Regions from separate parts of the Sus scrofa genome. Here region 1 is linked to region 2. A link is a contact called in public Hi-C data. All regions are on one chromosome and are shown on one strand. Each heading gives the region's core, a stretch centred on a gene start, on an enhancer-like site or on the middle of the called end of the contact. The rest is flanking DNA. Distances are from core to core; before and after follow the strand shown. Region 1 has its middle 9.7 kb from the start of LPIN3. Region 2 has its middle 35 kb from the start of ZHX3.

What was found. A called contact is a pair of places that touch in the nucleus more often than the background predicts.
Region 1: a contact with region 2 is called in a Hi-C map of liver, with 5 times the contacts expected there. The contact joins two enhancer-like sites. A contact is called at or near these places in 19 of 47 Hi-C or Micro-C datasets (adipocytes, alveolar macrophages, brain and 9 more) and 2 of 2 datasets of contacts at active chromatin or transcription factors (alveolar macrophages and skeletal muscle).

Annotation. Positions count from the first base shown.
Region 1 is chr17:43,982,127-43,985,843 of Sscrofa11.1, reverse strand. No RefSeq gene overlaps it. Among named protein-coding and RNA genes, the nearest start is that of LPIN3, 9.7 kb to the left of the region's middle. Within about 2 kb of position 2,318, at least 28 of the 83 cell types and tissues checked have an H3K27ac peak or open chromatin away from gene starts, as enhancers often do. A contact at or near this core is called in liver, omental adipose tissue, retroperitoneal adipose tissue and 2 more, where this site is marked.
Region 2 is chr17:43,891,570-43,895,422 of Sscrofa11.1, reverse strand. It overlaps a transcript of ZHX3 not described here. Among named protein-coding and RNA genes, the nearest start is that of ZHX3, 35 kb to the right of the region's middle. Within about 2 kb of position 1,257, at least 28 of the 83 cell types and tissues checked have an H3K27ac peak or open chromatin away from gene starts, as enhancers often do. A contact at or near this core is called in liver, omental adipose tissue, retroperitoneal adipose tissue and 2 more, where this site is marked.

The sequences.
Region 1 (3,717 bases), core at 1,069-3,568, 89 kb before region 2:
CCCCCCCTTTCCCCTTTGGTAACCATAGTTTGGTTATGTTAACCTTGAGTTTTCTGTGTCTGTGAATCTGTTTCTGTTTTGTAAATAAGTTCATTTGTGTTGTTTTTTAGATTCCATATATAAGCGATATATAATATATCTTTGTCTATGTAACTTACTTTACTTGGGATGATAATCTCTAGGTCCATCCATGTTGCTGCAAATTGAAATATTTCATTCTTTCTCATGGTTGAGTAGTATTCATTGTATTTGTGTATTTCATCTTCTTTATCCATTCATCTGTTGGTGGAGACTTAGGTTGCTTCCGTGTCTTGGCTATTGAAAATGTTGCTGCAGTGAACCTTGGGGTGCACATATCTTTTCAAATTGGAGTTTTCAGAGTTTCTGTCGTGGCGCAGCGGAAACGAGTCCAATGCATACATGAGGTTGAGGGTTCGATCCCTGGCCTTGCTCAGTGGGTTAAGGATCCGGTGATACCATGAGCTGTGATGTAGGTCGCAGACATGACTCAGATCTGGCATTGCTGTGGCTCTTGTGTAGGCTGGCAGCAGCAGCTCCAATTTGACCCCTAGCCTGGGAACCTCCATATGCCATGGGGGCAGCCCTAGAAAAGACAAAAGACAAAAAAAAAAAAAAAAAAGAACTGGAGTTTTCATTTTTTCTGGATATATGTCCAGGAGTGGGATTGCTGGATAATATAGTAATTCTGTTTTTAGTTTTGGGGGATTTTTGGTCCACACCTGTGGCATGTGGAAGATCCCTGGCCAGGGATTGAATCTGTGCTGTAGCTGTGACCTGAGCCCCTGCAGAGATAATGCTGGATCCTTAATCTACTGTGCCACAAGGAAACTCCCTATTTTTAGTTTTTTGAGCAATGTCTATACTATTTTCCAGAGTGGCTGTACCAATTTACATTGCTACCAACAGTGTAGGAGGGTTCCCTTTTCACCACACCTTCTCCAGCATTTGTTATTTGTAGTCTTTTTGATGATGGCCATTCTAACCGGTGTGAGGTGGTAAATCATTGTAGTTCTGGTTTGCATTTCTCTAATAATTAGTGGTGTTGAATATCTTTTCATGTGCCTGTTGGCCATCTGTATATCATCTTTAGAGATGTGTCTGTTTAGACCTTCTGCCTGTTTTTTGATTGAGTTGTTTGGTTTTTTGTTGTTGAGTTATATGTGCTCTTTGTATATTTTGGAAATCAAGCTCTGCATCATTTGCAAGTATTTTCTCTTAGTCCACGGGTTATAAGTCATGATTCTTCAAGTGTGGTCCCTGGGCCAGCAGCTGCAACATCACCTGGGAACTTTTTAGAAATGCATATTTTCAGGCCCCGCTCTAGACCTACTGAATCAGAAACTCTGGAGATGGAGCCCAGCAGTCTGTATTTTAATAAGCTCCCTTTTGTGGCACTGAAGTGTCTCTGATGCTTGCTCTAGTTTGTGACCTGCTGCTCTAAGAGATGAACTAACTGCAGAAGCCTGCCGTCCAGGTAGAGGTATAGGAAATGGTAGAGGACCACCGGACAGGACGCCTGTGATCATTCTGAGTACCATGCCTGGGCCAGGCTCTGGAGATACTGCAGCAACCCCGTAGTCTAGGTGGGGGGAGGGGGAAGGGGAGGAAGAAGAGGGAGGAAGGAGAAGAACAGACAGGCAGTCAGGCAATTGTGATGTAAGATGACTGGACTGGGGGGGCCGAGCCCACAAGCCCACAGCAGGATGGGAGGGTCAAGGAATGCTTTCCAGAGTAGATCTCTATCTAAGCCTGAAAAATAGGTTGGAATTAGATGAAGAAGGGTGGGAACAGTGTTCCAAGTGTAAGGACTAGTTTGTAGAAAGGCCATGCGGAGCTACCTGGGGGTGGTTCTGTCTTGATGATGGAAGATGAGACAAGGTGAGTAGGGAGCAGGGGAGGAATCAGATTGTGTGTGTGGAGGGGGGAGGGTATTCTGCCCTCAAAGCAAAGTTAGAAGCTTTAGTGGGCCATGAGAAAAAGCCTCTGGCTTCCGTGTAGAGCAGGTACTAAGGAAGATTGTGGTGGGCAGGGCGGAGAAGAAACCCGGGGGTGTCAGGCCTTCTTTTGCCCCTAGATCCAGGCTGCCTCTGCCCTCCAAGGCAGCTGCAGAGACTCAACCCCCAATCAGAGCTTTGGGCAGGTGGTGGTTCCAAGGCCCGGCTTGCAGCTTCCAAGGCCAGCTCCTTTCTAGCCTAGGAGGTGGGGCTGGCGAAACAGCCCCTCCGACCCCGCCCACCACTACCGGCCCGGCCCCCGGTGGTCCCGCCCTCCACCGCCGGCCCCGCCCCCAGCCCAGCTCCCCCCTCCCAGCTGTCGGCTGGAGGAACAGGCCTTGGGCCACTGACGTGGGTCGCTTTTCTCTTCCTTGTTCTTTTCCCCTGGTGATGTGGCTAAGGCTGCAGTGCTGCTGGGGCCTCTTCCAGCCTTTAAGGGACAGGCTCTGAACGTGGTCAGGGATCCCTAGGCTGAAGGGCAGGAGAACTTCCGGTGCTGTCCCCTACTTCTGCCAACCAAGCTGTTGGTGCCAGACAAGGACTGACTTGGCCTGGCCAGGTTATCTAGCAGTGTGGGCTGCGGCCAGGCAGCTTCTGGCTCCAACTGTCCTTCCCAGAAAAACGTCAGTTTGACTGAGCCCCTTTGGAATCTATTTGCAGTTTCTAGCCTAAGAATACTGACAGATCATGAACCACTCTATGAAATCGAGCTTTCTCTGTGTTCTAAGATCCCTGCAAGACTTACCAACTGTCCCATGGGCTGAACCTTGAGCAGGGGACCTCCTGTTCTTCCTCTTTTTATTTAGATCTTCATTCCAGCCCTACCCCCTCTACCTAGCATCCAGAAATCATATCTCAGGCTTTGCAATTCCAGGAAGCTCTAGCATGGATGTTCAAAATATTTAAATGTTGTTCACAAATAGAATGATAATAGATGTTCAAAAATACTGTTTAGAGATCATTTGATGCTGGGCCTTGACTTATCTATAGATGGAGTATATATCATAAATAGAATGATCATAGATGTTCAAAAATATTGTTTAGAGATCATTTGATGCTGGGCCTTGACTTATCTATAGATGGAGTATATACAGGAGGGCCAGGGGCAGTCTACGTGGGTGGAAGTGATGAGTGAAGCCACCACTGGAGAGGACACTGGAGAGAGACAGTGAGTGCAAGGACATGGCCTATCTGGCTTCGAATATAGGGCAAAGTTGTGGGTCTTGAGGAGCCACTGATGGTTGTTGAGCAGAAGAGTGATACAGTATTGCTAGTCACCATGCTTGATCCTTTGTAAATGCTGTATGCGCGTCCTGCCCGCTTGTTCTCTCAACCTGGTCAGTGCTTCCTCCCCCATCCATATGGTTAGTTCCTTTGTTGGATTCCAGCTCCATTGTTCCTTCCTCGGGGAAACCTTTAGTGGCAGACAGACTCTAAGGTAACCCCTTGTATCCCTGCCTCCTAGTTTTCATGCCTTTGTGTGAGTGGGATGTGTGACGTGCTTTTAACCAATAGAATATGGCAAAGGTGATGGGATGTCACCTCCCGTGGTACGTTGCATCATACCAAAGTCTTGCTAGGAAATTCCCGTTGTGGCTCAGTATTAATGACCCCGACTAGTATCCATGAGGATGCAGGTTTGATCCCTGGCCTCGCTCAGTGGGTTAAGGATCCGGCATTGCCATGAGCTGTGGTGTAGGTT
Region 2 (3,853 bases), core at 8-2,507:
GAAATACTCATTCCGTAGTCATGAGGTCAAGGATTCCAGGGTTAGGGCTTAGGAGGCAGATGAGCAAAATCAAAAACAAACCTGGCCTACTCTGTATCCATTAATGGATCGGCCCCTAATTACCAAAGGGTAACATTGTCCCATCTGGGGTTGGAGGCCTGAAAAGGGAAACACTGCCCCACCTGGGATTGGCACCTAGGAGTGCCAACATCAAGGCTGTGATGAGAGGATGTTGCAAGCTGTCTGTTCGTCCTCTCATTTTCACCCTTCCTTTGCTTCTTGAAGTAGAACCAGAAATAAAGACTGTTTTTGAAGGAGAAAAATGCTGGAAATGTGGGAAAAGTATCTAAATCTTAAGCCAATTCTGTATTATTATTTTGCATCATCACTAGTAAAAGAAAATTTGCCGAATTTTTAAGAAAAAAAATTAATATCTAATGTGACCGAGCTGTGGAACTCAGCATGCCCCTCTGCCAAAACCGAGATTATATATAGCACAGGAAAGGAAAGAGCCCCGCTTTCCTCCCGTGGCCGCGAGCAGAGCAGGAGCAGCACTTACGTAACGGGGTGTGCGCTGCGTCTGCCCTCGGCTCACACAGCGGGGCCTCGGTGGTGGCAGGCTCTTTGTTTGCCTCTGCGTTAACTCTTGCCTGCTTCCTCTGTAACGGGGGCCTGTGCCTGGCACGTAAGGAAATGCCGGAGACACGGAACCAGAACAGGCCCTTATGGTCTTAGTCTAGTGGAGCAGATGGGCAGGTGAGGGGCCAAGAGGCTGTGGGTCCTGAGGCCAAGGGGAGGCACGGCATGGGGAACCTGCCAACCTGGCCTGGTCGTCCCGAGAGGCCCTCCCAGTGAAATCCCTCGCCTCCCCACCCTGTGCTTTGCTCTGCTATAAAAAGGCCGTAATGCCTTTACTGTTTGTAGGTATTTTATGCTGCTGTGAAAGCTGAATGTGCCTCACCCTTGGTGGACATTTTGTAAATAGTCGTTTCTCTGCCTCTTTCCGCTCTGCAAACCCCCAGACCCTGTTCTGCCTGGTTTTCGTTTCACTGAGAAACATGGCCCACTATTTGAACTCTGTCAGTGTCTCTCTCTTGAACCTCAGAATTTGCATCTTCACCCCCCTTCTCCTTCCTGTCTCCCAGGATATGTATTCCAGTTCCTTTCTGCTTTTCCTGGGCAAGTGCGGTCCAAGGCTGAGAGGTGCAGGAGTGGAGATAGCCAGTGAAGGGAAGGATGATGCCTCTGTCACAGACACATCACAGCTCACTCTCCTTCTCATCCAGGTCCCTTAGAGCCTCTCAGATAAGCTTGGGGTTTCCAGGCTCCTGTAGCATTTCCCCTGTCTTCCTCTCTTGCTTCAGTTCACTGAAAGGAGTAAAGAGCCCTTTGCAAGCTGTCAAGTCTAAAATCCTTTCTTTCCTCCTGCAATGTTCTTCTCTCAGCAGGGTCCTGCTGAGCATCCTTCAAAGGGGCCTCATCCTGGGGTCCTGCTTGGCTCCATTTGTCCTGATGTTGTTAGAGTCTGTATTTGAAGGGGTTGATGAGAGGACACTCGGCACACATCTGTCCCCTTTCCTGTCTGGTTCGTGGCCTCCCCTTTCTGCTCTGCTCCTCCCCAGACCCCATATCCAGCCAGGCCCCAGTTGCTGACACACTGCCATCTGAAGCAGTGGTTCTCAACAGTGGACACTTGGCAGCGTCTGGAGACTCTTTTGATTGTCACAAGGAGGCAGGGTGGAGGTGCTACTGGCACCTAGTGGGTGAAGCTCTAAATATCCTATAATGCAGTCCCCTGAACAAAGAATTATCTGGTCTAAAATGTTAACACCAAGGTTAAGAAGCCCTGATCAAAGGGGTTTCCCACACGAGTCCCTTTCTTTGTGCTTGCCTGCCTCCATGTCTGCACTTGTAGGGGTTTTGTTAACCTCCAAAGCTGCTCCTCCCCAGTGGGTGGCCTCACCTCTCTGGGGTCTTCCCTCACTCCTCTTCAGTCAGAGCTGGTCTCTGCTCTGTCCATGAAACTGCTTGTGTCCATTCACTGAACACTTCATGCCTTGGCCTTCTATGAGCCCCCTTCAACATGATTTATTCTTTCTCTTTTGAAAGCAAAACAAGAGCTTGGCTATCATGAGGATGACCATGCAAATCCCAGTTTATATAATAGTAAACTTGCACAACATGCAGTGAACCCTGGACTTGGCATCAAGATATCTGGTCTGGTCCCCAGCTATCCTCTTCCATCTCTGTGACCACAGACATAATTTCCCTGAGCTCTGGCTTCCATGCAGGTATGGGAGAGACAACATCCATGTCCTAGGATCGTTGAAGCTGTGAGGGTATGTGAGCTTAGAACCGGCTACACAATGATCAGTCAGATATAGGCTGAAACTTAAAATGATTCCAGGGTCCCAGATGTGACCAGGAGACGAAATTGTTTCCCATTGCCTTGATAGCAGCGATCTTAATTCCAGATCGCAGTTCACCATTACTCCTTACGTAAGAATGAGCGGATGCCCCGCAGCACATCCTTTTCGCGGCACAAGTGCTGGAGTATTGGTTCTCTCCCCTCATCCCATATGCTTCTGACTGCCTTTGTTTTAGAAGTTGATGTTCCTCCCTCTCTTGGAACACTGGGGCCCTAGAACTGTACTCTGGAGGTTGGGGGGTCTGTCCTGCCCCGAGGTACCCAGAAGCCAGTGGCCTTGTGAAGGGGTTGCTGAAGCATGAAAGGGACACTGCATCCATCCATTCACTCCCACCACTTTCTGGTACACGGAGACCAGCACAGAGGAAGTAGTTCAGACATTATGTTACGTTTACTTTTTGCCACAGTGCTAAGCGGTTAGTGACACCTGATCTCGTGGGTTTTAAAGGCAGTTTCCATATACCCATTAGGATTAGGATTATAAAAAATCATGTGAATATTCAACAGTGGAGATAACATCTAGTATTTGCCCAAAGGGTTTCAAACATAACCTCTCAATATATGGCCTTATCTCTAGAATAGAGGAGAAATCTTTGCATATCAAGAAAAGAACTGATTCAGTCCCTGGAGATAGCTATGAAATGTCCTGATGCTGCACCAATGGTGTTGGCCTTCCTTTTTTATCAGTGGCTGAAGAAATATTACATGAGGTGGCTGTGGGTCCGAGGCTGGGAGACAGGTGGTATCTTAGCAGCTGGGCGTTGGCATCGGCAGGACTCCCACAGCTGTCGGCAGCAGCACATGATGCCACACACCATGTCCCTTCTCAGCTCTGTGTCCCAGGACCCGGCTCTCCTCTCTGATGGGCTGTCTTGTACTGTTCACGCTTAGGGATGTTTGTGCTTTGGGTTAAGTGTGTAGCTTTGGAAGCAGGAAGACCTAGGTTTGAGTCCCAGCTGTCACCTGCTGCTTGTGTGACCTGAGTCAAGTTACTTATCCATTTAACTTTGGTTTCCCACTTTGGGAAATCAGTAGCTGAAACTTAGCTCATAGGATTATCACAAGGATTAAAATAAATGAGGAAATAAATGTAAAGAGCAGTTAGCACAGTGCCTGATGTATAGTAATTTTACACAGCCGGTGATGGGAGTGGTGGTGGTTCTCCTTGAGGGCAGAGATGTGGCTTTGGATCCTCCCATGTCCAACATGTTTCTTAGCACAGAACTGAGTGTCTAGTAGCACTCAAATATTTTTAAAATTTAAAATATATACATGCAGGAGTTCCCGTCATGGTGCAGTGGAAACAAATCCAACTAGGAACCATGAGGTTGCAGGTTCGATCCCTGGCATTGCTCAGTAGGTTCAGGATCTGGTGTTACTGTGAGCTGTGGTGTAGGTTGCAGACGTGGCTCGGATCTGGCGTTG